Regions from separate parts of the Mus musculus genome. Here region 1 is linked to region 2. Evidence: chromatin contacts called from public Hi-C data. All regions are on one chromosome and are shown on one strand. The core of a region is the stretch at or near the end of the contact, and the rest is flanking DNA. Distances in the headings are between cores, read along the strand shown. Region 1 has its middle 150 kb from the start of Gm39451. Region 2 overlaps Rbms3 (RNA binding motif, single stranded interacting protein).

What was found. A called contact is a pair of places that touch in the nucleus more often than the background predicts.
Region 1: a Hi-C map of the N1E-115 cell line shows a contact between it and region 2, with 3 times the contacts expected there. The contact joins two enhancer-like sites. A contact is called at or near these places in 1 of 484 Hi-C or Micro-C datasets (the N1E-115 cell line) and 1 of 115 datasets of contacts at active chromatin or transcription factors (double positive thymocytes).

Annotation. Positions count from the first base shown.
Region 1 is chr9:117,464,709-117,470,025 of GRCm38.p6, reverse strand. It overlaps a transcript of Rbms3 not described here. Among named protein-coding and RNA genes, the nearest start is that of Gm39451, 150 kb to the right of the region's middle. Within about 2 kb of position 2,400, at least 2 of the 459 cell types and tissues checked have an H3K27ac peak or open chromatin away from gene starts, as enhancers often do. A contact at or near this core is called in the N1E-115 cell line, where this site is marked.
Region 2 is chr9:116,906,924-116,911,978 of GRCm38.p6, reverse strand. The region is part of intron 4 of Rbms3 (RNA binding motif, single stranded interacting protein); the gene reads left to right. Among named protein-coding and RNA genes, the nearest start is that of Gm39452, 280 kb to the left of the region's middle. Within about 2 kb of position 2,313, at least 18 of the 459 cell types and tissues checked have an H3K27ac peak or open chromatin away from gene starts, as enhancers often do. A contact at or near this core is called in the N1E-115 cell line, where this site is marked.

The DNA.
Region 1 (5,317 bases), core at 1,151-3,650, 560 kb before region 2:
AAAGATAAATACACTGGTCCCATTTCTATGAAATATCTAACAGTACTCAGACTCAACAGGTTATGCACTGCTGTGTTCTATGCAGAATAACATTTATGGAATAAGGATGGAGGTGAAGAATTGGTTAGGGCTGGCCATGAATTAGAAACATGGGAGAGGTGTGTGGATGGTGTGGAGGGAGATCAAGGTGGGGGCCGCGGCAGCCTGCATCCCTTCCTGCACGTGATGTTTCTTTGATGCTATACCCATGGCATAATTGCATGCAGCTATATGCCCAGTCACACCCAAGTCTTTATAGGAACAGTTCATTGGTTGGCTTTGACATTTCTCATGTACATTGTCTTCACATAGTGATTATTTCAAGAATCATATCATCCTTTGAACAAATCAAGAATAAAGAAAAACTGGTTGATCTGCTATACAGTTTGGGTTTCCCGCTCCTGTCTTCATTTTGAACTTATCCTCTTTTCTATTTTAAATGTGTTAACAAGCAGGCTTTCTCGTGGCATTTTCTTACCTACTTCTGCCTTGTAGACACCAAGTCACTTACTATCTTAAACATAACTCATCAAATCTTACTGACCAGTCATGTGGCCAGTCATGCTGAAACAAAGCCGTGTTTATAATCTTGCCACCTTTCTTTTTATACTCATAGCTCAGTGTGTATGGGATTCATACAACAACCAATCATTTTCCTTGTAATCTGTTATGGAGGAATTTGGCAGAACAATTGAATCTGAGGATTCAATATGGGTTTCAGTTCTGCCCATCAGTTGCTTACTGCTGTCTGAGTAATTAAGGGCTGGTGCACACTTTCCTGCCATGTCCTTCAGATGGGATAAAGATCAGTGAGACCCTACTGTCCCATGCCTCTTGGTTTCAAAGGACATCCTCCATTAGCATATGAATATCTTCATAGACAGTTTGTAATTGTTATCTGCTGAATTCAGTTGGGTTGTTCCGGTGGAGATTCCTTCCCCACCTCTTGCACTTCTTCACTGATTGCTTGGAACTGAAGCCCACATTTACAGAGATCAGGAACAACTAACTCCCACTGACACTTGTACCAGGGCTTGGAGAACAAAGATGTTGCAGATCTGGGACGACAAGGGAAGACTCCATGTCTGGCTTGGGATGCATGAAACTGAGAAATAAGGATGCTCTCGTAGTAACAGACAAAATTTGTTCTAGGCCTTACATAAATCCATCCTTCTTACAAGATGAACCACAGCAAGGTTCATCAACACCTGTGACAAGAAAAGAGAATGAATTATAGGACGCCTCTTTCCTCAGAGCTTCTCTAGTTTGGATTTGGGCTTCGAGCTCTTGTTTATTCTTTTATTTATTATTGTTGTTTTAAATGTGTATTTGTGTGTATTCATGCACATGAGTGCACATTCCTGAACAGACCAGAAGAGGGCACCAGATCCCCTGCAACTGGAGGTTTTAAGCCATCTGATAAAAGTGCTGGGACTTGAACTCTGGTCGTTCACAATAGAAGCAAGCACTGGTAGCTACTTGGCCCTCTCTCCATCCTCAGCTTCAAGTTTTTACAATGGTTCAAGCCCTGTATCATGCCTTCCTTTTCTCGTAGTATGGATTCATCAATATAGTTCCCATTGTGATGTTGGATAACTGTGCATTTTAATGTAAAAAGATATGCTTGTGTCTGTTCACATGGCCGAGAATGTAGGCAGAAATAATTAACTAGTGCCAGAAGAAACCGGAGGTAGAAAACAGTTTTCATCATTTTGCAACCATCCAGGCAGCTATATAATTTAATCACACAAACTAATCAAATGTCAGGCTATTTGTAATGCAGACATCAAGCTAAGACCATAGGTCATCAGATGTAGATCTAATTAGATATGCATACAGAATCATGTTAGAGTTATATTAAGAAGAAAGCAGCATCCAGTCAGGACAATTCTTTGGGTTTAATTACATTTTTTTTTATGGTTCTGAGTTGATTTATTGCCACCATTAGGAGTCGCACAAATGCCTGTGAGTGTGCATGTCTGCATGTGATTTTGTAAGTTTTATTACACGTCACATCACAGCTTTCAGGGTTAGTGGGGTTGGTTGAGAGAGCAATGGGCATCACTAGCAAGCAGAGCAGTTTAACCTTGTGCTGAGGATTTGGGGTTTTGATTCTGCTGTAGACTAGGAAACTTGGAAATGTAAATTTCAGTATGTTACAAAGATTGGAGGTGGAAACAAAGAGATGTTCGTCAGTAGACGTGATGGTTGGCTCTGTGTCAGCTTGAAGCAGGCTAGAGTTATCTGGGAAGAGAGACTCCATTGAGAAAAAAGTCCCTCCATAATACTGGCCTATGAGCAAGTCTGTGGTGCATTTTCTTAGTTAATGATTGACATGGGATGGCCCAGTCTACTGCAGGTGGTGCCACCTCTGGGCAGGTGATCCTGGATGGCAAAAAAGAAAAATAGAAGCAAGCTGAGCAAGCCACATAGAGCAAACCAGTGAGCATTGTGTTCCCCATGGCCTCTGCTTCACATCCTGCCAGGCTTCCCAAAGTGATGAATGTGTGGCCTGAGAGCTGTAAGATGCAGCAACCCCTCTCCTCCCCCATTGACCTGGGGGTTTTATCACAGCGATAGAAACCCTCACTAAGACAGGAGATAACACTTCAAAAACAAAAACAAAAAAAAACCATCCTGTTGATTTACCTTTTTAGAAGTGACTGCAAGTAAAGATACGTTTACATCATTCTGTTTTAAGGCAAGAAATATAATTAACACTCAAAGCATTTTTGTAAGACCAGGTAACAAACTGCTCAGGGCTGGGGAGTTAGGTCAGTGGATAAAATGCTTGTCACATGAAACCAGGACCTGAGTTCAACCCCCAGAATCCATATCATCAAAAAGCTAGGCATGGTGGCACATGCTTGTAGTCCTAGCACAGTGAGGTGAACAGAGGTTGATGTCTGAAGTCCCTGGTGCACCAGAATGGAGTCTAATTGTCAAGTTTCAGGCCTGTGAGGGACCAAGTCTCAGGAGAGAAAATTCTAGCTGATGCCTGTGGATCGGCACGTGGAGCTGATCCTCTGCTTTTGCACGCGCGCACACGCACACACACACACCACATACACACAACACACACACACACACGCACATGCACAACACACACAACACACACACAACACACACACAACACACACGCAACACATACACACCACATACACACACCACACACACACACCACATACACACAACACACACACGCACATGCACAACACATGCACAACACACACTCAAAACACATGCACACTACACAGACATACACACAACACACATGCACAACACACATACACACACCACACACACACACACACACACACACACACACACACATGCACAACACACACACAACACACACACAACACACACTCAAAACACATACACATAACACACATGCACAACACATATACACACACCACACACACACACACACACGCACGCAGGCACATGCACAACACACACACAACACACACTCAAAACACATACACACTACACAGACATACACACACCACACATACACACACCACACACATACACTCACACACACACCACAATGCACAACACGCACAACACACACAAAACACACAGAGGGGGGGGACAAAGAGGGAGAGGGAGAGGGAGAAAGAGGAACAGAGAGAGAGGGGGAGGGAGGGAGAGAGATAAAGAGGGAGAGAGAGAGGGGAGGGAGGAAGAGAAAGGAGGAGAGAAAGGAGGGAGGGAGAGAAAGGAGGAGGGAGAGAAGGATGGAGAGAAGGAGAGAGGGGGAAGGAAGGAGGGAGTGAGGGAGGGGAGAGAGAGGGAGGGAGGGAGAGAGAGAGAGAGAGAGAGAGAGAGAGAGAGAGAGAGAGAGAGAGAGAGAGAGAGAGAGAGAGATTGATTCTGAAAAGCTCTCAGAGGACCAGAGTTTGCAAGGACACAGCTTGAGCATCTGGTCTGACTCTGTATTAGCAGGAGATCACATTGAGCTGGCTTCTGCAAACAAGAGTGTCACCTGTTTTTCAAGCTTCACAATACAGTGAAGAAGCCCTCTCCATGATAGTCTAAAGATCTTTAAAGTAACTTGGGAGCTATTTCTTTTTAAGTCTAGAAGGAAAATAAGAGATAAGGGATGGGTTTTGACACTAAGCAGTTAATTTGAATCAGTTCCTTCTCTGGCTTGGTTTAGTTTGAGATGTCTCATGTATCTCCCACTAAACTCCATCTTGCTATGCCTCAGCTGACCTCAAATTCTTAATCCTTCTGTCTCTGCACCCCTTCCCAAGTGCCAGGACTCTAAGTGTGTATCCTAAAAGCCAGACTCTGGATCTACTTATTAAACATCATAGAAATCTTGAACATATCCTTAAAGTCATGTTTGAAAGCACTGACCAATCATAAACAGAACTCCACAGCAAAGCAAAACAAAACATAGAGCAGCCAGGAAAAACAAACAACAACAAACAACAGACAACTTAAAAATTGCAGAAGTTTGAGTGAAGAACCTCAAGTTTTAGGGGAGACAATATTGAAAAGAAACTGATCTTTAAAGGAGTTGGTCCCATGCATGGATGGCTGGGAGATGAAGTAGAGTTTGTAAAAATTGGATCCAACTACTCATGAAAATTTAGTATATAATAAATCGGACTTTTCAGTCATCAGAAAGCAATCATTTTGAAAACATTCACTAGATATCTAGAGAAAGAATAAAGCTATATACTTATTCAAAAATATGATAATTTTTATGTTGCAGAACACTTTAATGTAAATTAAATGAATTTCTGGAGTGTAAAGCTGAGCTAGTACAGATAAAATATAAGACAGATACAAAATCAGGAAGTCACGGGACAAAAATAGATTTTATTTATATGGTTAAATGTATACAGGAACACTTTAATTTATATGTAAAATCTGCAATAAGCACTTGCAGGAATGCGTTCGGCTTATCTGTGTGTGGTGTACAGTATTGCCTTGTACACTGGGTCTTGATCCACTTAGTGGTCTTCAGAGGGAGAGGTTGGAGGTAGCTCAGGTCATGGTACTGGCTTGGTGGACAGGAAGCCATGAGTTCAATCCCAGCACTGTATACAATGAGGTGTGGCAGCACAGGCCTGTCATTTTAGCACTCAAGACATAGGGGCCAAAAGGATTAAAAGTTCAAGGTCATCTACTACCAGTGAATTGAGGCTAGCCTGTGCTACATTAGACCCTGCCTTGAAACTACACAGGAGACCTGCTTGGTTTGACTTTTTGTCTTTCTGAAGTGGGACGAGGAAAGCTTGCAGAGCTGAATGGGTCTGCT
Region 2 (5,055 bases), core at 1,064-3,563:
TGCATGCTTTGCTGTATTGCAGATTTTGGCAGCTGCTGGGTAAGGAGTTCTCCTGGGTCTAGTCCTTGTCTTTGTGAAGAAAAGAATTCAGTCAAGAAACAAAGACAGTTTAAGCAGGAGTTTATTTGGCAAAATAAACACTCAGAAGAAAGATTGGAGTGGACTCTGTTGAAGAAGGGGTTAGCAATATAGTGTGGGCAGAATTATGGATTTATAAACACATTTTTAATGGATGGTATATTAATGGGGCGAAGTGAGCCTTTCCCTCCCTGATCAGGGTGATCCCTACAAAATCTCACAAACTGTCAAAACCACAATACAAATGATAATGACAGTGAAGTCTTTTGAAGAGGTGCACCATTTGTGAAGGCACTGGGGAAATCCCAAGATGCATAGTTTGTTTTTTTAGCTAGCAACAACTTATTGTGAGCTTCAAGGACATTTAACACAGAGTGTCATTCCCCTATCAGGAGACAAAGCTATGAAATAGAGATGTGGTTTCCTTTTGTTGTCTCCTGTCTAACTCCTTGTATAAGCTGGGCAAACACATTGCCACCGAGCTACATCCCCTGTTCGCAAATCTATACTTTTATTATTATTATTATTATTATTATTAATTATTATTATTATTATAAAAAGGTTTACTCATTTAGTTTTTTGTGCATGTTGTATGCGTATCTGCACGTGTACATGTGTATCATGTGCATGCAGTATACACAGAGACCAGGAGAAAATGTCCTATCTCCTGGAACTGGAGTTACAGGTAGTTATAAACTGCCATGCCGGTGCTGAGAATCAAACCCTGGTCCTCTGCAAGGCCACCCAGTGCTCTGAACTTCTGAGCCATTTCTCCAGTCTCTTTCTGACTCTTTAACAAGCATCTCAAGCTGTTCCAGAGGAAGATCCAAGAAGCAGTCCTCCTGTAGAGCAGACAGCATGACGGATGGGAGACTAAACACTCTACATTCAGTATTATCTCCCCAAGTCCCTCGTTCCCTCATTATGGGATATTTACTATCAGACTGAATTTATAAAGAATTTAGTACCCATAATAACATGGGCATTGGAATAGACTATCTCTCTTCATAAAGTGGGAGAAATAGCTTAAAGGGCAATAAAAAAGGTTGCCTAGAAACACTTAGTCCTGGAAGCTTTAAAAACACCCTGGGATGCAGATGGTATTTAGACCTCCTCTCCCTTTTCTTTGTCACTGGGGAAAGAAACAAAAAAAAATCTTTTTGAGACCATTTATCCTATTTGGACAAATAATTGTTTTTGAAAGTGTATTTCTTCTTATGTATGTGTGTGTGTGTGTGTGTGTGCATGTGCACACATCTTATGTATGTGTGTGTGCATGTGCACATGTACTATGTAGGAGTATGTGTGCATATGCACATGTATTATGTGGGGGTATGTGTGCATGTGTACATGTATTGTGTGTGTGTGTGTGCATGTGCACATGTATGCATGTGTGTTGGAGGGCAGAAGGCAACTGTGGGTACTTTTCCTCAGTCATCATCATTTGTTTCCAACGCAGGATTTCTCAATGACCTGGACCTTGTCCCGTAGGTCATGCTTGATCATCACAGAGCCCCAGGATTTGCCTTTTTCTGCCTCCCCAGTACTAGGCTCGCAAGAACATGTTTGGGTATTTTTCACATGAGTTCTAGCAGTTGACTTCAGGTCTTTGTACACTTTAACAGCTAAGCCATCTAGCACTTAAAAATAACTGTATTCTAGCTTAACACAGGGCAAAGGGCATGTAAGCGTGGGGTGCAACTTGGCAATTACACAAGAAAATATAGCCACACACTCCCATTTCTACCAAACAAAAAGATTGTGGAGCCTTCAACACAAATTCAGTATGACTAAGAAAGGGAAAAAAAAAAAAAAAACAACCTGATAGAAATTCGTTCCAGTAATTTCCTCGCATGTCATAGCTGTCTCTGAAAGCATGCCAGGACAGGATAATGAGGCATATGATACTTCTGAGAAAAGACAAGCATTAAAATTAAACCCAAGTCAACAATAGATTATGAACCTAACATTACTAGCAGATAGATATGTATTTAAAATCATTAGCCTACTAAGGCTGCAACTCAGAACTTTCAAGGCTCCAGTATTATCCTAAGAATTACATTTGAATCTCCCAGGATCGTGTGGCCTTCAAAGCTTTCCCTTCACAGTCACAACGTTGCAGGTGACTTCTGAGTCACCATCTTCAGCTATCAGCACATCTCCAGAGCTGTTGATGGGTGTCTCCTGGTCACTACTGGGAGGATCATTCCAAATTCTTGCCTCATCCTGGAAGTACGGAAGAAGATAGCCTCAGTGCTGAGGTATTCAGTTCCCTTTCAAAGGGATGATTTGTGAGGCATTCTGACATCTGCAAAAATCTGCAAAGAAGAGACAAGCCAACAGACTTCGGGATGTCTCTAGCTTTGTCAGAGTTGCTCCCTCACTTGAAGTACAATGGGAAGATGGGAACAATGTTATTATGCAGGTATTGCTAAGTCTGAGCGATCTTAAGCCGTGTGTGTGTGTGTGTGTGTGTGTGTGTGTGTGTGTGTGTGATGCATATTAATTAAAATGTGTTATACATCTGGCCTTCAGATTTCTGAATGTGCTGAAAACATGTGTCAGGACAATCTCCTCCACAAGGGGAAATGTTTTCTTGTCCTGTAGTGTGAGGTCCTGCAAATGTGTGCTTTTCCCAGTCCAGTGACAAAGTCACAGACGTAGTCAGAAGGGCCCTGGAAGGAGCCTTGGACATGGCTTCGTGGTGAAACGTGGCTGGATTCCCAAATGATTTAATGGGTTTCAGCACAAAATGCCCCAGAATCTAGTTGAATGTCTCTGTTTCTGGAAGATTGGTGATGACCTTTGCATCTAAGGGAAAACCTGTGGGCTTGCTCAAGAGAGATCATTTGTAAGCACTTCTTACAGAAATGAGGATTCTTTGGTACTATCCCAGACATAGAAATGAAAATATTCATGGTGAAAGTTTTAGAAATAATGTATATTTTAGAAACACTCCAATGTTACTTATTCTACATACTTGGGGACACTTTGCCGCATGATTTTGGATCTTATTTGTCAGCTGAGTTCGTTTCCCATAGAGTTAGCACCAGGATGGACAAATGTTTGAGGTGAAATACTTGGTGACACACGAAAACAAACCAGACAGCCCAGATTTAACTCTGTCCCATTGAGTTTATTTTTTAAAAAAAATTGTTTATTATTTGGTTTAACATGTATGGGTGGTTTGCCTGAATGCATGTCTGTGAATCATGTATGTGCAGTGCCTGTGGATGCCAGAAGAAGACATCGGACCATGTGGAACTGGCAAGGGTCATAAGCCGCCACATGCTCGCTAGGATGCAATACTGGTCTTCTGAAAGAACAGTCAGTGCTCAACTGCTGAGCCATCTCTCTAGCCCTTTATTCCACCGACTTCAAACAATCCTGTCTCCTTTCCTTTTCCTCTTCTGTATGACGTGAACATTTGAGCGGGTTGAAGATATTTTATTACTTATTTTCTTCCTTTTCCTTGCTGGGAGGTTGATCCCAGGGCTTCTCCCATGATCAAGCAGGCTCACTGTGCACTGAGCTGCACCCCCTTGTCCCTTACTGTTTCTTCAGTGGATGAGTGTTCTGTGGTAGCATCTGTTGACCTCAAGGCAGGCACCTTGCCCAGGGGAGGGAAGAACCAGCCAGGACCCCTTAGACATCTGGAACAGCAGAAGCAATGAGTCCTAAATTTTAGAAGCCACAGATCCCTCTGTAGAATCACCTTCCCGGGAGAGGGAGAACTGAAAAGAGAGTGTTTGACAGATACAGATCTCACCCTCTAGAACTGACATGTCTTGAAAATCTTCTGAAGCTTTAAAAAGCCTCTGCTCTCACCTGTTCAGAACAATAACTGCCTTCATGGCTTGAGCTTGCAGACAGTGACAGGCTCTCTGCCTGTACCTCCTGGCAGCCTGTGATCAGAAACCATGTAGCTTTGTATACCCGCCGCTGAGGTGGCTGCTGATCCTGTATGATAATAAATGGAAGGAAGCCTTGCATTGGAAAGCTTTGTCTATCTGTCTCTCTGTCTGTCTCTGTGTCTCTGTCTCTCTGTCTCTGTCTCTCTGTCTCTGTCTCTCTCTGTCTCTCTGTCTGTCTCTCTGTCTGTCTGTCTCTGTCTCTGTCTCTCTCTCTCTGTGCATGGGCACACAATTGCAGGCAAAGGCAGAAGTGGATGTTAGGTTGTATTCTCTACCTTATTTTTTGAGGCAGGATCTTTTTCTGAACCCAGAGCTTGAGATTTTAGTGAGACTAGCTGGCCAGTGAGTCTTGGACATTCTCCTGCCTCGGCTTGTGCAGTGCTAGGATTGCAGGGTTGCATAGCCATGTAAAGTTTTGACTGAGTACGTGGTGATATGAAAGCCTTGTCCTTATGAAGGTGGGGTAGTTACTGACTGTGCCACTTCCCAACCCCACAAAGCTCTACATTTGAGGATGTATCCTAATAGTGAATATATGTATACACACACACACACACACACACACACACACACACATGTATGCACACAGATACACCTTCATACCCCTCTATCCTCTATTTTCTCTCTCTTTCTCTCATCTCCCATGGTCCCCTTTATGTCCATAGGCAGTTTAATCTCTGCCTTTATGACATATATTATCTAGTAACCATAAATGAAAAAAAAATCCTATATTTGTCTCTCTTCTTTGAGGAGCTTTAAAAAGATTTAATAACTTTTATTTGTATGGATGTTTTGCACCGTGTGCATGCAGTACCCACAGAGGCCAGAAGGGGGCGTCGGATCCCCGGAACTATATTTACAGACTGTTGTGAGCTGCCATGTATGTTGCTGGAAACTAAATCTGGATTTCCCACAAGAACAACAAGCATTTTTAGTCACTGAGCTGTCCCTCCAGCCTTGATATTTGTCTTTCTGTCACTGGCCTAATTGCTTCAATGTGATTCTCCTCAGTCTCATTCACTCCTTCCACAAACCACACAACTTTGTTCTTCCACATAGGCAA